Regions from separate parts of the Ovis aries genome. Here region 1 is linked to region 2. The links are chromatin contacts, called in public Hi-C maps. All regions are on one chromosome and are shown on one strand. The core of a region is the stretch at or near the end of the contact, and the rest is flanking DNA. Distances in the headings are between cores, read along the strand shown.

Region 1 (5,685 bases), core at 2,875-5,374, 52 kb before region 2:
TGCCACCATAATTATGGATTTGTCTCATATCTTCCTGATCAGTTCATCTTTTTATAAATACATGTCTCTCTTTATTCTTAGTTGTAATTATTGGCTTAAAGCCAACTTTGATATTATTATAACTACACCAGCTTTCTTTGGTTATAACTTGTGTGACATATCTTTTTTCATTCTTAAAACTTCAGTTGTTCTTTGCCCTTGTATTTAAGGTATGTTGGTATGCATCACATGGTCACGTTTTATTTTGGTTATATCCAGTCTAAAAATGTTAGTCTTTTATTTGTAGCACTTCATAAATTACACTTAATATAGATGTTGATATATTTGGGCCTGCATTTACGACATTACTCTTGATTTCTGCTCTTTTTTTCCTTCCATCTTTGGGTTTATTTTGCTCTTTTTCTAGTTTCTTAACATGAATGCCTGGATTATTGACTTGAGACCTTTCTTTTTTTATGTTAAGTATTTAGTACCATAAAGTTCTCTTTAAGCACTGCTTTAGCTGCACCTCCCCCCGCCCCCGCCCCAACTTTGATACATTGTATAGACATCTTTCAGCTCAGAATACTTGATAATTTTCCTTGGGATGTATTCTTTGATCCTTGGATTATTTAAGAGTGTGTTGTTTATTTCCAAATGACTAGAAATACTTTAGTTATCTTTGTTATTTACCCTAACCCTAACCCTCTGTCACCTTAACCCTAATAAACTCATGTCCAGTGAGTCGATGATGCCACCCAACCCTCTGATCCTCTGTCACCCCCTTCTCCTCCTACCCTGAATCTTTCCCAGCATCAGGGTCTTTTCCAACAAGTTGGCTCTTTGCATCGGATGGCCAAAGTATTGGAGCTTCAGCTTTCTCAAGCTCTTCCTTGTCACCTCCCTAATACTTCCTGGTTCCCTGGGTCTCTTGTTTCCTGTCTGGCCACTGACTACTCCCTTTCACACTTGTCATGTCTGGGCCAAACACTGGGAGAACAGAGGGGAGTTTTGGATGATGGCTCCCGTTGCTGCCACCGCAGAACTGCCCGCTGCCTGGGGCGGAAGAGACCCAAGGGAAGGGAAAGGGGCTTTCATCTGCACTCTTGGAACTTTTGGACCTTTCCTCTCCCCTTCCTGAAGCCTGGCTTCTCCCACAGCCCTCCCCTCTGCTCCTCAGTGCTCACCTCCGGGGTTTGGGTGTGCTGAGGTCAAGGTGGGCTGCACCAGCGGGAAAGCAGTGGTGCTCTGGTCTCAGTCCCCACTGCCAGGGCTGCCAACTTTTCTGTGATCTCAGAGAGCTGCTCTGTGTATTCTGTTCCGGTTCTAAATGGACAGGAAGAGCGGCATGTGTTTTCTCTGTCTTTCCCAGAATTAGAACCTCTGACTGATATTATTTAAAATTTGGCTGACGGCCCATCTTTATAGGTGGGATAACAGTTGACGTGCTAGTAAGAGTTTAGGTGAGCAGCCAGAATGCATAGTTTTCAATCCTCTTGCCTTTATGTCAGCTGCACATGGTGCTATTTTGGCCTCTTCCTTTGATCACATAATTTCCACCGTAGGTTTCTATTTGCACTTTCCAAGTAGCGCTCGTGAGTGAACGTACCCTTGCTATTTCTTTGCGAGTGGGGCTCAGCCTCTTACACATGACGTGTGGCAGGGTTAATCAGGGCAGCAGGTTTAGGGCAGCGGGTTTGGATGTAGCTCACCTGAACCGTATGAGGCACAGCTTTGAGAAAAATTAGATGGGAATCCTTGCTGAAGATCCTTTCCGGCTAAGTTTGTGCTTGCTTCAGACCTACTGAACCCCACAGCAGCCTTCTGAACTCATCAAGCTGGGTGTAATTTCCGAACGGATTCGCATGCAGCTCTTTTACGATGCAAATCTTTGCAGAAATTACATCTGATGCAGCTGAGCTGACAGCTGGTGTCTACACACTCAGGAAGTGGGACAGGATCTCCGCGGAGGCTCAGATTCATTCACATGCAACTAAGAGGCCACAGAAAGGTCTAATTACCCCTGTGACCTTCCTGTCCGCATCTGTGATTGGTTAAGAAATGGAGAGATGATTCTCCAGCCCTGGTTGCTACAATCAGGTAGGAAGACAAAAGTACAATGGGAGCAGCCAAGGTCAGCCTGGTTCCAGCCTCAGGTGGGATTAGGGTCCAGCTCCCTGTGTGCTGCCATCGCGGCCCCTCATCTCACTAAGCCTCTGTTACCTCATCTATAAAGCACAGTACACGCTTACCTTGTGAGGTGAGGATACTGAGAGGGAGGCACGAGAAAATGTACAGGAAACTGCAGTCTGCTGAAATGTAAAGTGCCACCAAAGTGTTTACCAGAAAATATTTGAAGAATAATAGATAAAAATAGGACATGGATGATGAATCAAGAGAAACAAGTCTAATGCTAGAGCCTGGGTTCATTCCTAAAGCCTTCCCCTCTCTGTCCGTAGGACACGGACTCCAGGGTCTGGATCAGGAAGTCTCTGGGAGCGGGGCTGGGGTGGCCCCTCTCTGAGTCCCTTCCAGCCCTGAGGGTTTAGGGTGTGTCTCCTGTCTCTCCAGGAAGTTGGCAAGGGCACATTTCCCAGGGAACCTGGGCAGGGGTGTTGCCCTGGTCCTGCTGTTAGTGTCTCTTCCTTCTCCCAGCCCCCCGAGATCAACAGGAACCCAGAATCGCCCTTCTGGCTGTAGGAAAGAGGCTGGGTTGGGCTTGGGACACAAGGGCCAGCAGGGCCGTGGAACCAACAGCTGGCAAGTTTGTTCACCCATGATTTGCTTTCCCTGAAGGGTTCAGGCTCCCAGAATACACAGCCTCCTAAGGAGCTGACAGGAAGCACCCCATCCTGACCTGGCACTTGTCCAACTGCAGTGAACTCCCTCCTGCTCACCTCCAAGGATGCCTCTGTGATCAGCAGCACCTGGGGGCTCACTGCCCAGTAACATGGGCAGCCAGAGACTCAGGATGCCCAGCGAAAAGGCCTGTGGGTCAGGATGGAGCAGCTGACTGCTCTCCTCTCCTCCCTTGCAGATCACCTCCAACGAGAAGCACCTGGAGAGTCTCAAGAGCGCAGAGAGCCTCCTGCAGGCTCTGGAGGGGCTGGCCCCGGCCGGGGGGTGAGTAGGCTTGGCAAACACGCTCCCATTTCTTTTTCCTCTCCTCGTTTCCCCTACACACCAGGGACCACCACCCTCCCACCTGACACTGCCCACTGTGCGCCCTCCGTCCTGGTGGATGGGCCACCGAGGCCCCACCTGCTAAGGGGTGCCTAGCCTTTGCTGGTAGTTTTTCTTCAGAATCACGAGGGTCTATGGAATCTGCTCCCTGGTGTTTTGAGTATTGCATTCATTGGAGAACAACACGTGGTTGAGGTACTGGAGAGATGGTGATTGTGTGGAGCAGGCTCAGCTCCAACCAGCACTGCTGCATCAGCCCTGGGCTGGGTGGGGCAGCGCCTCCTGGCCTCCCCCGCCTCTCGTCCTTGTGCTTTCTGGGAACTGGGAGGGACAGGCTGGCCTTTATGGCGGCCCAACTTGCCTGGCGGCCCCTGTAGTGTAAAGTGTGGACAGTGGCTCCTGGGCCAGGTGGGTCCATCCCCAGGGACGGCAGCGTCCTCAGCCCTGACAGTGGGTGCGTCTCCTTGCTGGTCACTGGCACCCAGTGCCACTCTGGTGGGTGGGATGGGCTCATGGCTCCACTGGAGTAGCCTGGCCTGAGCCAAGAGCAGTTCAAGTGCATTCCTTCCTTCCAGAGAGACCCCTGACATGCAGAGCAGGAATACGTGGCCCCATCCCCTTGCACCCCACCTCTTCTTTGCAGCCCCCAGTCCCACTCCTAGGCAGCAGCTCGCCTACCATGTCGTCAGGGGTGTGCCACCAGCTAATTTTACACTTCAGGGGGCACTGCCATGCACCATTCTCTCCTTTGGTGACAGTTGTTAAGACCCAAGTGTGTGTCTCAGACAATTTGCTCCAGTAACAAAGATTCCACGTTAAGGCCTTAACTGCACATCCGCACCTATGAGAACGAGAAATCCAGAGTTGCTGGCTGAGTGGCCAGGAAGGGGCACCATGGAGCGTCTGGGATCTCTGCTGGCTGGCACAAGTCAGCTGCAGGCTGGCGCCAGGCAGGCTCCTTGTGGGCTCTGGGCTGTCAGGCCCTGGCTGCCGTCTGCCTGACTTGCCCTCACAGCTCAGCATCGGTGCATCTGTCCAAAGCAGCTCAACGCCAAGTGGTGGCAGGGCCAGGAGCGCAGGCGTCGCTTAGGGGGCTTGCTACGGTGGGACTGTGGGCTTTCAGGTCCTCACCTCCCACCCCTTGAGCCTGGGGATCCTGTCTGTGGTTTTCAAAATGATGCTTAGGGGAGCTCTGGGAAATAGCTGGTTCATCAGGTACTCAGGTGAAAAGGAGGCCAGCCCCTTTAGAAGATGGGGCATTTAACCCTGGAAATGCCTGAATGTTTACTTTGCTTTTTTTCACAGGTCATCAGCCAACAGCGCAGTGGCGTCCTTGGCCCTGGAGATCCTCCAGGCTGCTGGACACTAGGCAAGAAGGCACTCGGCACAGTCCTCTGCTGCCGCCACCCCTGGCTACACACACCACAGGTCACCCACAGCTCTGTGTGGACTCAATAAAGTCAACTGAATCCAGAACCTCTGGCTGAGGTGCTCTTGACTGCAGCCCTAGAAAACCCACTCAGAACGATGCCTGTTGGCTGCATCTGGGAACCCAGGTTTGCTCGATGTTCTCAGAATGCTCTCCCCGTGTGTGGGCTAGGTAGACCTCTGCTCAAGCCGGCACTGCCTGCACTCATCAAAGTGGAGGGAAGCTGCGGGCATCTCCCAGCCTCTGTCTCCTCCAGAGGTTTACCAGGCGGGACGATTCAGGAATGCTCTTCCAGCCACACCTCTAGAGCAAGCCTTTGGAAGCTTGTTTTATTTTACCTGCCTGGCTTTTTCATTTCAGGGATGAACTGATTCTGAGAATCCTGGGGAGAAATGGGAAAGACTCCACTCACAGGAGCAGGTAGTTAAAACTTTGCCTAAAGGAATGCAGCATGCTCATGGGATGCTGGCTTCCTTGCAGGTCTGTCTGCTCACCTAAGTGGGATGAAGGCATCAAGGTAGACTCCTTCCCCCCACCTTCTACCAGTGACCACCACCTCCCAGCCTCGAAACCTTTCCAGCTTATCCTCACACATACACCCTTAACACCCCGACACTGCGGAGGGGTGCTAGGACCGCGGCACTGTGGGGGGTGAGGATCTTGGGTGGCTGGAACCAGGTGAGCAAATTGAGAACATTCCTTGGCCTCCTCTCTGGGGTCTGTTTCCTCAAACTGCAGAATGAAAGGGCTAGACTAGATCAGCTGCAGCAGTGCTCCGGGCTTCTCAGACAGAGGAGCCCCGCCCCTGACAGGCTTCTGTCCTCGGCCAGAGCCCCTATGCAGGCAGGATGGGCAGGGCACGCAGGGGTAGGAGCTACACGGACATGGAATTCTCCAGGCAAGAAGACTGGAGTGGGTAGCCATTCCCTTCTCCAAGGGATCATTGCGACCCAGGGATTGAACCCAGGTCTCCCGCATTGCAGGAGGATTCTTTACCATCAGAGCCCCCAGGGAGGCCCCATCTACTGTGTCACGGGCAGCCGGCCACACTGTCGTCACCAACAGCCTCATCTGCCGCAGTGTGCCAGCTTCCC
Region 2 (5,451 bases), core at 169-2,668:
TAAAACCACTCCTCGATTTCCTTTTGCCGACCTCTGCATACCAGCAGACCAGTCTCCCTTCATTCACCACTCACAAACCCGGAGTGGGGGTGGGGGGAGACCACAGATGTCTGGAAGATACAAAGTAGGAGACAATGCTCCCTCCACCACCGAAAAGAAAACGAAGCAAACAACTACACCCGACTGGCAAAGCTTTCAAGTTTAGTAGACTCAGAAGGAGGCTGTGAAAAGCGAACTTTGAAAGTCTCAGTTCCAAGTCCTCTCTCCAGACAAAACACGGAACGAAGTTGCAAAGCTTGAATTTCCTGCGGGCCATTTCGTAGCGAGGGGAAAATTCACCCCGCTGGAAAGCGCTCTCAAAATCAAGTTTAGTTGCCGTGAAACTATTTGAATAAAGAATCTCCAGGAACACACAATTCTCGAAGCAGTCGCAATCTGAGTCCTGTGGGTCACTTGCTAAGAGACAGTAAGCCAGACGCCCTCGCCCTTATTTTTCCCAGGACCTCCCTAGCACGCCCGCTTTCACTCACCTGCACCGTACAAAAAAATGTAGGTGCAAGATAGGGATTTTTATCTGTGCAAATCCTCCTGGCGCATCACACCGTCTGCACTAACAGTTTGGATCCTCTAAGGTTTAAAGTTGCTCCGATTTAAACGAGCGTACTCACACCGGCAGGCCATTAAAAATCACTAACCTCTTATTAACCCTCGAAAAAATTCGTCCTTAAGCACGAAAGATAGGACCTCACGTGGCGTCCCAGGCCCAGCGCCCGCACCCCAACTCCCCGCGGAGGCCGGGAAGGCGGAGTCCCCCGTCCCCACCCCGCCCCCCACCCCGGCCCCGGCGCATCCCGAGGCGCAGGGTCCCTCCCCCAAACTCAGCCGCGGCCTGAGCCCGGGACGGAAACCACAGCCCCCTCCACCCACCCGCCCACCCCGCTGGCCACCCGACCTCCCGGACGCGCCCTCGCGGCGCCCCCTCCCCGAAAGCGGCACCCCCGGGGCTCCCGAAGGAGCCGCGCGACCGGAACCGGGCCCGGCCGCCGCCCTCAGCCCCCCGGGCGCGGTCCGCCTCTGCCGCCTCCCCGGCGCCCCCAGCCCACACGCCCCTCCCCGCTCCCCACCCCGGGGCCTCGGGCTGCGCCGGGTCCGGCTCCCAGCCGCCGCCGGGACCGCGCGCCCGCGACGAAGTTTGGCTCCGAAGCGGGAAGGGGAGCAGCCCCAGACGGGTAAGGAAAGGAGCGCCCAAGCACCTCAGGGGAACAGGCTCCTCCCGCAGCGGGAGTCCGACCGTCCTCGGCCTGCGTTGGCGGCTCGACGGGGACCGGAGCTGCTCCTCGGACCTTGCTCCGTCTCCGCCTCCCCTCTCTCTTCGCTCCCGGGGCCGGGCTAGCGCGGCTGCCACAGACCGAGAGGCTTAAAATGGCGCCGCACAAGGAGCTCTTATAAGTCGCGCAGGATTCACTGTATCCTGCCGCCAGCGGCGCAGCGCGGAGCGTTCCGCCGCGCGGGGACAAGGGGCGGGGCGCGGGCGGGCGGCGGAAAGTAGTCCCCGCGCCGCGGAGCCGCCCGCCGCCGCCGCCGCCGCCGCCGCGGTCCGCCAGCCCGGGGCAGGGGCGGGGCGCCCGCGCGCTCTGCGGGCGCTCTCCCAGGTTGAGGCCGGCGCTGCCCCGCCGCGCGGGACTGGAGGGCGGCCCGCCAGGGCGCGGTAGTCCGAGTCAGGGAGGCGCGGGTCTCCGCGAGCCGGGGTGGGCTGGAGGGAGGGCGACACCGGTATTCTCCACTGTCCCGAGCCCGACGCCCCGGCCTCGCGCATGCCCCGGGCCATGAGAACAGATGCGAGGCTGGCTGCGCGCTGCCGGCTACCGGCGGGAGGCGGCATCGGGACCCCGGCCCTGCGGGGCAGGCGGCACACGTCCCTGGGGGGTGAAAGTTCAGGGCCGAGGTGGCGGCGGCAATGCCGGAGCTGAGGTCTGGGCCCACCCGCTCTGGACTCTGCCGGACGCCGCCGCCGCCCTGCTCCCGGTCAGGGGACCCCGGCGCGTTCGTGCTTCCGCTGCCGTTGCAGTCTGGGCCCCAAGCTCTCTGCAGGACTTGGCTCGCAGCCAAGCCGCACATCACCTCAGAGCCCCCCACGGTCCAGGTCGTGGATCTCGCATCCCTACCGGCTGTTCATCTTGAATCTGGGAATGAAGCACCCGGCCGAGCCGCCGGCTTTCCCCGCTCGTGAAGGCTGCGAACTCTCGTTAGGATAGGCGCCTAGCCCGCAATTCAACAAGTCCTTAGGAGTCCCTAACTGAACAAATGACTGATAGACATGGACTAGCTCCACAGCCCTGCCAATTAGGTTAATTCTTACAGTTTCCATTTTTAACTGGTTCCACTTTGCTACTAAGTATCAGTATATTGGGGGTGGTGGTGGATTTTTCTTTCATTCTAAGTTTATTTCTAGGGTATTACTTCTTTGAGAAATCCAAGTTCGTTGTTCATGGAAAGAGCTATCCATTAAGCAGCTTCTAATTTTTTAAAACTCATTTTCTATTCTTCAAAAAAATTTTTTAATTCGTTTGAATAGGCTGAAGTTGGGTCTTGTTTTCCCTTGGAAATGTCTCCATTGTAATCAGCAGGTTTGGTGTTTGTCAAAGCTGAAACAATTATGATCGATTCACTTTCTCTAGTCTATTGTTGGATGCTTATTTTTCCTCCAAAACAATGGAGAGAGTACAAAAAGCAACAGTGAAAGTTATCTTGAGGCTTTTATCTTTGTAATTAATGCATGCAAACAATAGGTCTTTATACATAGGTACGGCAGGAAACCCTCTCATTCAATTGTGGAGTAGCTTGTGCAGTTTTAGGTATAGCTAATGCTTCAGGGCCAACATGTTCTTTAAAAATTCAATTTTCCCCCTATCTTAATTATATTTTATTATATACCAGTGATAATGTTAACTGCTGGCTAGCACCATAGCTGTAGTGGGCCCCTGCAGTGGAAAAAGTCCACAGACTCAAATGATGTTCAGTGAGACCCATTGTCTACAATGACTTTCTCATTTGTGTCTTTGCCAGTAGTTCTGTAGAATTAAGAGTAGAGGATGGTTGTGATTAATCATCTGGTCATAATTTGAACTGATTGAGCAGAAAAAGATACTTTATCAAAGCAGTGTTTCTAATATAAACTTAAAAGTATCAATGGCATTTTTCAGGTACTGATCCCCAATTTTAATCTTCATATATGCAGTTGATTAAAGTCATATATGTAAAATCAGATGACTAATAAATATTAATTTTTTAACAGAGGTTTCCTTTTTCTGTGTTCAGTTTTTGCTTTTTGTTTTGCTGAACAAGGCACACCATTAAAACTGATTAAGAAATATTTACACCATTAGGACATCTAAAAGATAAAAACTCTCCTATATTCGTATTTCTCTTTTTAGATGACAAAATAATTGAAGCATTTCTCTATAATTTAGATGTCTTAATCTAAATTTATAATTAATATTTAAAATCCCTAGTAATACTTTAAGCAAACACATGTTAGTAAAGGAAATGTAAAATTTTGCAACAATGCAGCAAGCTATTTTCACATCACATTTAAGTGTACTGAAGAACTACTGGGTAACTAGCACTCAGACAAATTAGTTGAATTTAACAAATTGCTCTGAATTTTTATTTGCTTATTCCCCCCCAATAAAAATTGTTCCAATTGTCTCACCAAAAATATGAGATGAATAGCTTCTCTGAAGTGAAGACAAATATTATCATTAAACCAACAAGAAATACAAGCATCAAAATACCTGAGGAGTTGGTGAAATGATTTTGTAAAAATGATGTTTAACAACTGAACTTGGGTCATACATTCATTAAAAATACTTGGTTATCTTCTTACACATTTTCCTTCCAAAGCCAGCCACTTGAGTTTGACGTAAATTAATCCATTTTGTGAAACTGCAGAGGACAAATGGTCCTAAATTTCAGGCTGTGTTCCTAGAAACCAAAAGGGTCTCCAGCTGGTTTAGCAGAGAAAATATTGCTTGTCATGATATCAGACCGTTGGCACACCCAGCAGTGGCTCCATGGAAGCTGAAGGAAGGTACAGCGTCCCTTCACTAAAATATATGCCTTTGAATCACCTTTTAGGCGAAGAAATAAAAGCCCAGATTGTTTTTGCACTTCGGACGGAAACGATGATCAAGGCAACATTGTCAAGAAGGCCCGTTTACTTTTCAAGATGGTTAAATCTATCAGATCCACTAATTAAACATTTATTGAACGCTAAAACAATGAGCTTCCTTTAGACAGAAAGAAATGGATGCTTGGCTCCTTTTGATGAGGACCCCTAAATGAATGTATAATTGTGATTGTTAATAAGCCCTCCTTGAAAAGAAAGAGAAACAGTAGAAAACAGTGAAACGAGGGTGTGGTCTCTTCTGGACAATCTGAATCTCCTTGGGAAGAATCCTCCCCGCAGAAAGGTAAGACGAAATAATACTCCATACGTTTATAAACAATGAATGCCAACTCTCTAAGAAGGCTGGCTCAAAAATTTTTCTTTTCAGACAGCCTGCAAAGACTGGACAAAAATTAGAATCAGCCTTTTCATTTAGCAGTTCATCAAGTGGGCTCTTTATGGATGGGGGCTTTTGATTTGCAATCCATCATCTCAAGGTTCAGTGTTATCTTTTGATTTCTTTCCAGCTGAACAGGCTAAGTAGTTGTAAATACCTCATGTCAGACTATATGGTTGGCTATTCTCGCACACAGAAGTCATCTAGGAACCCACTGGGCAAATTCGGCAGAAAGTCACTGTGGAAAGCTTGTGCCTGGTGTGCACTGCGGAATGAGGGAGGGGCAGTGAAGGTGGTGGGAGGCGATGGTCATGGTGGTGGCGTGGCAGCGGCCGTGGTGGTTATGTTCATGGCCGCTTCAGATGTGCCAGGCACACTTTTCGTGCTTGGAGTTATGTGTTCTGCAGGCCTTCACTAGTTTGACACAACAGTCTTTACCATACTAAGGAAGTACTTTCTAATGCTACCATAGATAGAAAGTGTAAGGAGAAGTAATGGAGACATCATCCATGATATTCAAAGAGCACAAAGGTATGTTTCTTAGTGTTTCTAAGAACTAAGACAAATACCGCTGCATTGCTATAAAATCATGCTTTGGAGACATAAACTGCCCCCCCCCCAAACACACACATATACACACACCCTCCTCTATTAAAAATTTCAAAATGGTTGCAGATATTTCATTCACGAGAAGGTTAAAGGCGTTTCCCATCGAAAGAAGGATTAACTTACCGGAGGATTCTGGGACTGCAGATGTATACTGCGGCAAAATCCTAAATTCATCGAAAAAAATCATTTCTGGACTCCAGCTGCTAAAAATAATGGAATTATAGTAAATCATGGATAAGATTATAACATGCCATTTTCACATTCCAAACTGTTCAGG

The links. Hi-C and Micro-C count contacts between places; a contact is called where the count stands out from the background.
Region 1: a contact with region 2 is called in a Hi-C map of mixed tissues, with 2.0 times the contacts expected there. The contact joins the enhancer-like site here to the promoter of CTNNB1 in region 2. A contact is called at or near these places in 3 of 16 Hi-C or Micro-C datasets (mixed tissues, muscle and skin fibroblasts).

The regions. Positions count from the first base shown.
Region 1 is chr19:13,873,485-13,879,169 of ARS-UI_Ramb_v3.0, reverse strand. ULK4 (unc-51 like kinase 4) reads left to right here. Exons shown (of 38, transcript XM_060402096.1): 37 at 3,017-3,102; 38 at 4,468-4,638. The coding sequence ends at 4,531. Among named protein-coding and RNA genes, the nearest start is that of CTNNB1, 53 kb to the right of the region's middle. Within about 2 kb of position 4,124, at least 8 of the 54 cell types and tissues checked have an H3K27ac peak or open chromatin away from gene starts, as enhancers often do.
Region 2 is chr19:13,818,848-13,824,298 of ARS-UI_Ramb_v3.0, reverse strand. CTNNB1 (catenin beta 1) reads right to left here and starts at 1,418. Exons shown (of 15, transcript NM_001308590.1): 1 at 1,254-1,418. It overlaps LOC132658167 (a long non-coding RNA gene), which reads right to left. Exons shown (of 4, transcript XR_009597348.1): 4 at 3,640-5,377.